3 separate regions of the Danio rerio genome follow, and regions 2 and 3 are each linked to region 1. Evidence: chromatin contacts called from public Hi-C and HiCAR-type data. All regions are on one chromosome and are shown on one strand. Each heading gives the region's core, a stretch centred on a gene start, on an enhancer-like site or on the middle of the called end of the contact. The rest is flanking DNA. Distances are from core to core; before and after follow the strand shown.

The links. Hi-C and Micro-C count contacts between places; a contact is called where the count stands out from the background. HiCAR-type assays count read pairs that join an accessible place to other places.
Region 2: a Hi-C map of hematopoietic stem cells shows a contact between it and region 1, with 2.8 times the contacts expected there. The contact joins the promoter of cirsr here to the promoter of sp3a in region 1. A contact is called at or near these places in 2 of 18 Hi-C or Micro-C datasets (caudal fin and hematopoietic stem cells) and 1 of 4 datasets of contacts at active chromatin or transcription factors (embryo).
Region 3: a HiCAR-type map of caudal fin shows a contact between it and region 1, with 17 times the contacts expected there. The contact joins the promoter of sp9 here to the promoter of sp3a in region 1. A contact is called at or near these places in 4 of 18 Hi-C or Micro-C datasets (caudal fin, embryo, hematopoietic stem cells and 1 more) and 3 of 4 datasets of contacts at active chromatin or transcription factors (caudal fin, embryo and gastrula embryo).

What each region holds. Positions count from the first base shown.
Region 1 is chr9:2,774,657-2,777,823 of GRCz12tu, reverse strand. It overlaps sp3a (sp3a transcription factor), which reads right to left and starts at 1,497. Exons shown (of 7, transcript NM_001089498.1): 1 at 1,163-1,497; 2 at 914-1,024. The coding sequence starts at 1,207. The region is part of intron 3 of LOC141376046 (a long non-coding RNA gene); the gene reads left to right.
Region 2 is chr9:2,584,802-2,587,968 of GRCz12tu, reverse strand. It overlaps cirsr (corepressor of RBPJ and splicing regulator), which reads right to left and starts at 1,547. Exons shown (of 11, transcript XR_012385097.1): 1 at 1,368-1,547. scrn3 (secernin 3) reads left to right here and starts at 2,899. Exons shown (of 8, transcript NM_199738.1): 1 at 2,899-2,964.
Region 3 is chr9:2,605,650-2,608,816 of GRCz12tu, reverse strand. It overlaps sp9 (sp9 transcription factor), which reads left to right and starts at 1,544. Exons shown (of 1, transcript NM_212960.2): 1 at 1,544-3,167. The coding sequence starts at 2,086. It overlaps LOC103911600 (a long non-coding RNA gene), which reads right to left and starts at 1,339. Exons shown (of 3, transcript XR_662496.5): 1 at 1,186-1,339; 2 at 759-826.

The DNA.
Region 1 (3,167 bases), core at 248-2,747:
CCTGTAATTTTTTAAGCAATTTAGTAGTTTTGATTAGGACTGAGGTTGATTAACAGATTTATGTAAAAACAATTATCTTATGCATTTTTACAGCAGTTTAACTTGGTGGATTGTATTGTTGATTTTTTTTTTTTTTTTTTAAATCAAAGCATTTTCTCAAAATAAGGTTTGTCAGAAAAAAAATCATTCTGCTAGCTGAAAAACAGAAAAAAAAGATATGGCAAAATTAAGACTCAAATCCCCCGAAATGGATGAAAACATTCCCCATAGTACATAAGGGTTAAATAGTGTGGCTTCTGATTATGGGGTAAAGTGTGTTTCATATTCAGACTTTCTGCTCAATAATATATAGAGGTAAAGTTGGTTTTATATTAGGATATTCAGACATTCTCCTTAATAAAATTATTTCAGAAAAACATTCTTTGCAAATTCTAAATAGGGAAATCATATAAGCAGCAAATGACTATCAAAGTACAACATTGTTCACAGTGAATTGGATAGTGTTAATGTTGTTTAGAAGTCATACTCAGATATAATATGATAATAATGCTAAATGGACGAATGTGCGAACATAAAACCAACTTTGCCTCTAATAATAATAATAATATCACTTCAGAGTTGTCAGTTCTAAATGGGGAAATCATATTAGCAGCCACAAAGTATCAAAGTACACCCTTGTTAACATTCAAATAGTGCTTACGTTGTCGAATATTCAAAGTACATTATAGGGATCCTGTCACAAGTTCAGAAATGAACGGCTGTGCGAATATGAACCCAACTTTACCTCAGCCATATTACTTCTTTAAGTTTATGGTATAAATACACTCCACACAAAGCAAACACGCCCCGGGCTTGTACTCAAACATATGTAAGAGGGTTATTTAAAGGTGAAACGGTGTAGTTTCTGACTTACCACCCCAGCTGAAGCGTTATTAGAGCTGGCCCCGTTCTCTGCTCCGGGGGCGGGCGAACCGAGGCCGGTGCAAGTGGCGGCGAGCAGGGCGAGCGGCGAGGGCTGTCCGTCCTGCAGATGGGCGGGTTTAATACATGAAAGGGGGTGGCCACACAGGAAGTACCAGTGTTTTAACAGAACAAAGTGAAAACTTCACTAAAGCACATGCATTAGAGAATAAGAGAGGAGAGGATTTGATGCGATTTTTACCTGCTCCGCGCCGCCGCCGTCCTGAGCGCTGCTGCTGTCCGCCATGACTCCCGCTTTCACTGGCCCTTCAGGCGCTTAAACACACACACAACAATGCTAAAACAAGCATTAGAGAGTGACTGCAGCACGCGGGTGTTTCATCGGGTGCCACACAAGCGTTTCGGCGGCTTATAGATAGATTTAGCTCCGTATTTATTTGCTAAAACTCTCTCAGATTCACCCGCCTGCTAACGTTAGCCTAGCTTAGCACAAACATAGCCTGCACAAAGATTCAAAGCGATCGTTGTGTGCGCTCCACAGATGCTACGTACCGGTCATTACGTGAGCTCTTTCCTGGAGATTGATGGTTGGCTTTTTTTACACCGCGAACATGGTTGTTTTAATCGCTGCTTGCGCTCGCTTTAGTCCAGTTTGTTTTTTTCTTAATTTGATTGACGGCGGGGCTTCCACTTCGCCAACTGCGTCACCAGCAGGAAGTCCCGCCCTTCGTCTATACTCTCATTGGAGGGTCGCTCGGCAAGCTCAGCTTGTGATTGGATGGGCGGGATGTCTGTCATTTTGACCGGGTTGCTTCCTATGTTTCCTTGTCCCTTACACAAGTTTTGTAGGTGAAGATGTACAGTGTGATGGAGAGCAGGGTTTGCTTTATTATTGTGTTCTAAACGTTTGCCTATTTAGACTATCATAACAAGCAGACCTACTTCATGTTTAGGTTTTCCTTTTTCTCCCCCATTCATAAACATATCAAGAATACTAGATGTCTTTGCTTCTGTTTCAACAAGCAGGGAAACTTGATGATCCATCACTTCTCATTGTCTTGTAATCAGCAATTAAGAGGTTTGTGTTTAAATGTGAGAGGATACTTGAGCTCTGTCAAGTGTTTCTCAAGTAACAGGAGTGATTAATGATATTCAGCCCTTTCTCAATGAAGAACACAGCAGCATCTTTATAAAAGATGAGTCAGAGATGGGTTTATAAAATTATGAAGCCGATTTGTGTTTTTTTGCTTCAATATTTTTAGGGGGGAGGGGGGCATAGAGTCTGCCAACATTAATGTGGCACGTTAAATACAGATTCTTTTATTTTTTTAAATTTATTTATTATTACATTTATTTTTGTAAATATTGTGTAGTGTTTGGCAGGCCAACACACACATCCAGACATGCATATATTAGTTGTATGTATTTTTTTTTGTCAGAATGATCCTTGTTTCCACATCCATCTGCAAAATCAAAAAGCCAGAAATAACTTGAAGTAACCCAAATATAATTATTTTTACTAAATAAAAAGAAATGCATACATTTACTAAATAAAAAATATGCAATGAAATTATATATACACACACATATATATATATATTTCGTAATCACTGGCCACTTTAATAGGTACACCATACTAGTACCAGTTTGGACCCCTTTTTGTCTTCAGCCCTAATTATTCGTGGCATAGATTCAACAAGGTACTGGAAATAATCCTCAGATTTTACTCCATATGGACATGAAAGCATCACGCAGTTGCTACAGATTTGTCTGCCGCACATGATGCCAATCTCCCGTTCCACCACATCCCAAAGGTGCTCTATTGGATTGAGATCTGGTGACTGTAGAGGCCATTTGAGCACAGTGAACTCATTGTCATGTTTAGGAAACCAGTCTGAGATGATTCACGCTTTATGACATGGTGCGTTATCCTTCTAGAGGTAGCCATGAGAAGATGAGTACACCATGGTCATAAAGGGATGGACATGGTCAGCAACAATATTCAGGTATGCTGTGGAGTTGACATGATGTTCAGTTGGTACTAATGGACCCAAAGTGTGGCAAGAAAATCTCCCCCACACCATTACACCACCACCACCACCAGCCTGATGGATTCATGGTTTCATGTTGTTGATGCCAAATTCTGACCGTAACATCTAAATGTACAGCAGAAATGGAGACTCATCAGAGCAGGCAATGTTTCTCCAATCTTCTATTGTCCAGTTTTGGTGAGTCTGTGTGAATTG
Region 2 (3,167 bases), core at 298-2,797, 190 kb after region 1:
ACTCAACCTTGCTATAAAAAAGTCTTTTCGTCAAAACAGCGAAACCCTTTCTAAGTTGTTTGCGTAGACTTTGCAGTACTTTAAAAACACTAAAAAATGTCTCTGTCACCGTTTTCCGACAATTTTATTTAATTTCACACAAAAAGAGCCAAGTGTAATTGGGGTAAAGTTGGTTTTATATTCACACATTCAGACTTTGGAAAAAAGTAATAATTGCCAATTCTAGATAGGGAAATCATTTTAGTAGCCAATGGCTATAAAAGAACAACACTGTTAGCATACTTGTATGCATTTTCAGACCGAATATTCAAAGTAGTGTGGTAAACAATATAGGGACTGCATTAACAGTTACACACAATCGACTTGTGTTAGGACTACATAAATAACCTATTATTTTTTCACAAATTTAAGTGGATTGAAACAATTAAGTTGTCCCAAAACCAAAGCTCAATAATTGGGTTGTTTCAGCTTATTTTATATACAGTTGAATTCAGAATTATTTGCCACCATTTTATTTTTTTATTTGAACTTTAAATATTTCCCAAATGATGTTTAACAGAGCAAGGACATTTTCACAATATTTCTGATAATATTTCTTCTTCTGGAGAAAGTCTTATTTGTTTAATTTCGGTTAGAATAAAAGCAGTTTTGAATTTTTTTTAATCCATTTTAAGGTCAAAATTATTAGCCCCTTTAAGCTATTTTTTTTCCGATAGTCAACAGAACAAACCATCGTTATACAATAACTTGCCTAATTCCCCTAACCTGCCTAATTAACCTAGTTAAGCCTTTAAATGTCACTTTAAGCTGTATAGAAGTGTCTTGAAGAATATATAGTAAAATATTATTTACTGTCATCATGGCAAAGATAAAAGTAATCAGTTATTAGAAATGAGTTATTAAAACTATTATGATTAGAAATGTGTTGGTAAAATCTTCTATTTGTTAAACAGAAACTGGGGGAAAAATAAACAAAAAATTATTTACAAAAATTATTTCATCATTTAGAATATAAAACAAGTTTACAGTTTGATATTTGTCTGATCCCTTAACTCTGTGGTTTGTTTTTGGGAAAATATAAACTTTTGTTTAAATATAACTTACTGTTAACACATACATTTTCTATGAATTTATGTTTAAAGTCTTTACTGTATCACATCCGTAACGCTGGAATCGCAGTTTTTTTGGGCAATTCCCTCACAAACAAACATACAAAATCAAATAAATTAACGGGAAAGCTGCTTAATATAATTAATTTAGCAAACATTTAATTATGATATCATTACTACAATATGACTCGATCTGAACAAAGTCAGCCTAATGTTTACACTCGAGGCGTATTAGCATGCTAGCTTAAACCCTCTCACCTTCTTTATGTTGGATTTTGATGCAGGATGGAAATCCTTCTTACACATGAAATTAGCAAAAGATTTGCCCATGTTTAATCACCAGCGATACGACCAAAGTGTTATTAAGAATTAAACTTAGCGCTTTCGACTAAACAACATCATAACACCACCAAAAGCGGCGCTTCTTTATGACGCAATGACAACGGTGGCTCAAAAGATCATAAATGTTTTTTTTTGTGTGTAAAACAGTGAATCTCTTAAACTTATTAACAATAAAATGAATAATAACTTTCTTAAAGCTTATTATGATAATTTTCTTTCTATGGAGTACGAAACCTGCAAAAACAATAAATAAATAAATATGCAAATATGCAAATAAACAAACTAATTAATTGATAAATCCTCAAATGCTTGCAGAAATAAAACAATAAATAAATATGCAACTAAATTAATTAATAAGCCCACAAATTTCTGCATAAATAAAACAATAAATAATTATGCAAATAAATAAATAAATAAATAAATAAAGATAAAAAACACACATTCCTGCATAAATAAAACAATAAATAAATATAGAAATAAATACATAAATACATATAAAAAACCCACAAATTCCTGCTTAAATAAAACAATAAAAAATAAAATAAAATAAAAATATATATAACATGCATATAGCCTGAAAATAACAAATATAACATGAAAATAAATTGCATATATCCCGAAAATAACAAATATAGCATGAAAATAAAATGCATATAGCCTAAAAATAACAAATATAGCATGAAATTAAGATACATATAGCCCGTAAAACAGTAAATGTGCACTGCCTTTCAGCTAAATTTAGATTGTAATGAATCTTTAGCAACCTATGAAAACGGCAATGTTATTGTATTTATTTATGTAACTGTGTAATTGTGATCTTTTATTGACTTAACTACCAGATTTATTTAGCATTTAATTATGTATCCATGACCACCTTATAATTTTCCTTAATAAAAGTCTTAAATTCCTAATTTAATTTCTCAACCATAGAAATACAGCCTAATTACATCTCAATAAATTTCTTATCAATAAAATAAATACATTAAATATATTATATTAAATATATAAACACTATAATAAATATATTGTCAATAAAACTGATTATCCATCAATAATTGTTTAATATATTTGTGCATTTATTTAGTCCTAATTATATCTGCTCTTATTTTAATTATGATTATTTCATAACTATATTTTCATGGTTGTCAGATCTGTTATTTATATTACTCTAATTTATTATATATCATATTTATTTATTTTTTGCGACAGCAAAATCAAATAGCCAATCAACACTGCTACTGCACAACCACGTGACTTGACGTGTATAGAAAGCGCCATTGCCCCGCCTACTTTATCGCTGACTAAGCACGTATATGGATCGACCGCACTGCTGTGTCCCTTATCCAGCAGATTGTTTATGTGATTATGAATCAGGTGAAGGTGCATGCGGATTCATGTCAAAGTCTGCGGCAGTTTTGTTTATGGGGAAAGGAAAAGGAAAGTAAACAGATGCTTGTTCTCTTCGAGCAGAACACAGGTTGTCTTTGTTTCTGATACATGTATATACGCTGAGGTAAATCATATTATTTAATCATATTAACTTTACCTAATGCATGCGAGTTATATGCTAATTTATTTTCGGATAACCTCTTAAAAGCTGCCATATTGGGGGTAAATAATGTTATATGCAAAGGCCTGAGTCATACTCAGAGTTTATAAATGATGTTAATGTGTTATTTTGTTTATGATTAATGATTATCGTGTACTTATTGCATA
Region 3 (3,167 bases), core at 295-2,794, 170 kb after region 1:
ATTTGTTTATGCTGAACAGACGTTTAATAGTGTTAATTGTTCCTCCGTCAATTTGCGGTGATTGCGGAAATCAAGCGATTTTCGAGACTCCGCCGCTCGGATTTGAATAAATTGTTTTATATTCCCCAGCTCTCTCCATAGGAGGGAATTTAAAGCAAAGCGCTCCGGAGTAAATTGCATCCAGTCTGACTGGCAGCGTTCAAGCGCTATAATGGAGCATTATTTGGTCATTTTGAATACTGTAATGCACAGCGTTTCGGCGGGGCCATTCTCAAGAAAATTGCTTTAACTTTTAAAAGGAGGCGATTCACTCCAAAGCAGACCATTGTTACATTATGTCATTACCCTTAAATGTTTTAACAAGCAGCGCAAAACACTGCTATAATGCATTGATCTTTATATACAAAAGAGCAGTGCTGAGGGGGAAAACGTATCCTAATTATTAATGATTTGATCTGTGATTCTTCAGAATGTGGTTTTATATTTTTATTCCGAATAGTTCATATTATTATTTATTTATTGTCTAATTTAACGCTCTAACTTATTTATGCAACATAATAAAATATTGTTGTTTAATTTTAAAAGATTTGTTGGAGTCATGTGTTCGCGTGTGGTTCTGAAGGTATTTAAAGGAGCGCGCGCGCGCATTAACACCCCAAACTCTAACCTGCGCCCCCACATCCCTCCCTCTTCTTCCTCTCTCTCTCTCTCTCTCGCACACACACATACACAACACTTTCAGCAAAAGTCTAACACACCTGTTGTGAGAGCAGTGTTGTCACTCCGTCCTCTTCATCCAAGACCTTCTCTTGCATTTCAGCGTGCTCTAATTTGAAAGTTCGACATATTATAAATATTAAACAAACTTAAGGTATAAAAGGACTCAAATATTCTTTAAGAAAAAACAGATGAGTGCACTGACACTGTAATACTCATGACTTTGCATTCACACAAAACGTGAACGCGTCACATTATAACGTTAACGACTCTAACCTAAATGTAGGGTTTTGATGCGTACATTAAATAATATTATTAATGACTAATAATAACTACACAATAACAATAACGCGATCACGTAAGCTGTGCGCAGTGCACATCATAAAAATCCATTTTAAGCGCATCCGTCAACACACACGACACAGATATTTGAGGATACCATGCATAAAATCAAGATGAGACGCTTACCATCGGAGGATGTCTATTAAATACCAATAAGAGCTGAGCACTATAGTCTGTGCAGAAACTGCGCCTTGATGGCCATGAGTGTGTGTATATATATATAAAACGGTGAAAAATAGCTGATGGCTTATTGCTTGACAGTGGGATCAGTTCCCCAGTCATTGATTGACATGCAGCTTTAGTATTTCTGTCATGGTCGCGTCGCTTATTGGTTGGAGGCGCCTCGTCTCGCGCGCAGATTGGCTGAGCACTGCAGCCAGCTGTACTTCAAAGCACGCGCTCACTATACAACACGAGTAGAGAGAGTAAAGCTTCAGCGCACTGTCCCGCAGTCACACTGGAACACTGAGTCATTGTTCTTCAGCTAGCTGTCTAGGAAAGGCCCTGGATATGGCTACGTCTATACTTGGGGTAAGTGCGCAAATTCTGATATATTTTAATTCGACGTTTTTTATTATTATTATTCTTTTATCGTTGTTGTTGTTAGCATGTCACTATTGCTTGCTCGCATTCAAACCTCCAAGTAACTTTTAGATGCATTCCTTAAAACAAATGTTTTCCATTCAAGAAAACGCTCTTGTTTTTTATGAAGAAAAGGGAGTTTTTTTAGAATTATAAAAAAACTTCGATAAAATATGAATAATCTGTGAAATAACGTTAATTTGTACTGCAGAAAGGTCACTTCTTGGTTAAAAATACAATAATAACAAAGCACTAAAATTAAGTATGTGTTAGCAATTATTAAATGGCTACCATAATGAATATGTACAATTATTTTCTAAAGCTTTTTAGACAACTCTTTAATAAAAATGAATCTGCGCATTGAGCGCTTTATTCGATGTTTGGGTTTTATTTGGGGGAGTCATTGACACTTGTAAAACTATTTGATTCTCACACAAGCCAGCTATGTTTTATAGTCTAGTAAAGAGCACAAACTTTTCATCCACACAGGAAGAGCCGCGGTTTGGAACTACCCCTTTAGCGATGCTGGCTGCGACCTGCAACAAAATTGGCAACACCAGTCCCCTCACGACTCTCCCCGACTCCAGTGCGTTCTCCAAAGGCGGATTTCACCCCTGGAAAAGATCCTCGTCGAGCTGCAATTTGGGCTCCAGCCTGCCTGGATTCACAGTCGCCACAAGCCGAAGCACCTCCGGACTAACGACCACCACCGGCGCGGGCAACAGCGCGTTCTGCCTGGCCTCGACCTCTCCGACCTCCTCGGCTTTCTCCGCCGAATACAGCAGCTTGTTCTCCAACACAACCAGCGTTTCGTCGCAGGACTCGGGACAGTCTGCGTTCATTTCCAAAGTTCACTCTTCTGCAGACACTTTATACCCGCGCGTCGGCATGGCGCACCCGTACGAATCCTGGTACAAGTCCGGCTTTCACTCCACTATTTCGGGCGATGTGGCCAACGGGGCGTCCACGTGGTGGGACGTGCACACAAACCCGGGCTCGTGGCTCGAAGTGCAAAATCCAGCTGGCACTTTGCAAAGTTCGTTGCACTCCGGGACCCCCCAAGCCATCCACTCCCAGCTAAGCGGCTACAACCCGGACTTCTCCAGCCTCACGCACTCCGCGTTTAGCTCCACTGGCATCAGCCCCACCGCGTCTCACCTCCTGTCCACTAGTCAACACCTGTTGACACAGGAGGGGTTCAAAACTGTGATTCCCACATACACGGACGCGTCAGCCACGAATGCCATGATATCGGGCGCCAGCTCTGGCATCGGGACTTCATCCAGATCCTCCAGGAGATACTCCGGGCGGGCCACATGCGACTGCCCGAACTGCCAAGAGGCGGAGCGGCTTGGGCCTGCAGGCGCCAGCCTGCGGAGAAAAGGACTTCATAGCTGTCACATCCCGGGCTGCGGGAAAGTCTACGGGAAAACATCTCACCTCAAAGCGCACCTGAGGTGGCACACCGGTGAGAGGCCCTTTGTGTGCAACTGGCTTTTTTGCGGTAAAAGATTCACCAGATCCGA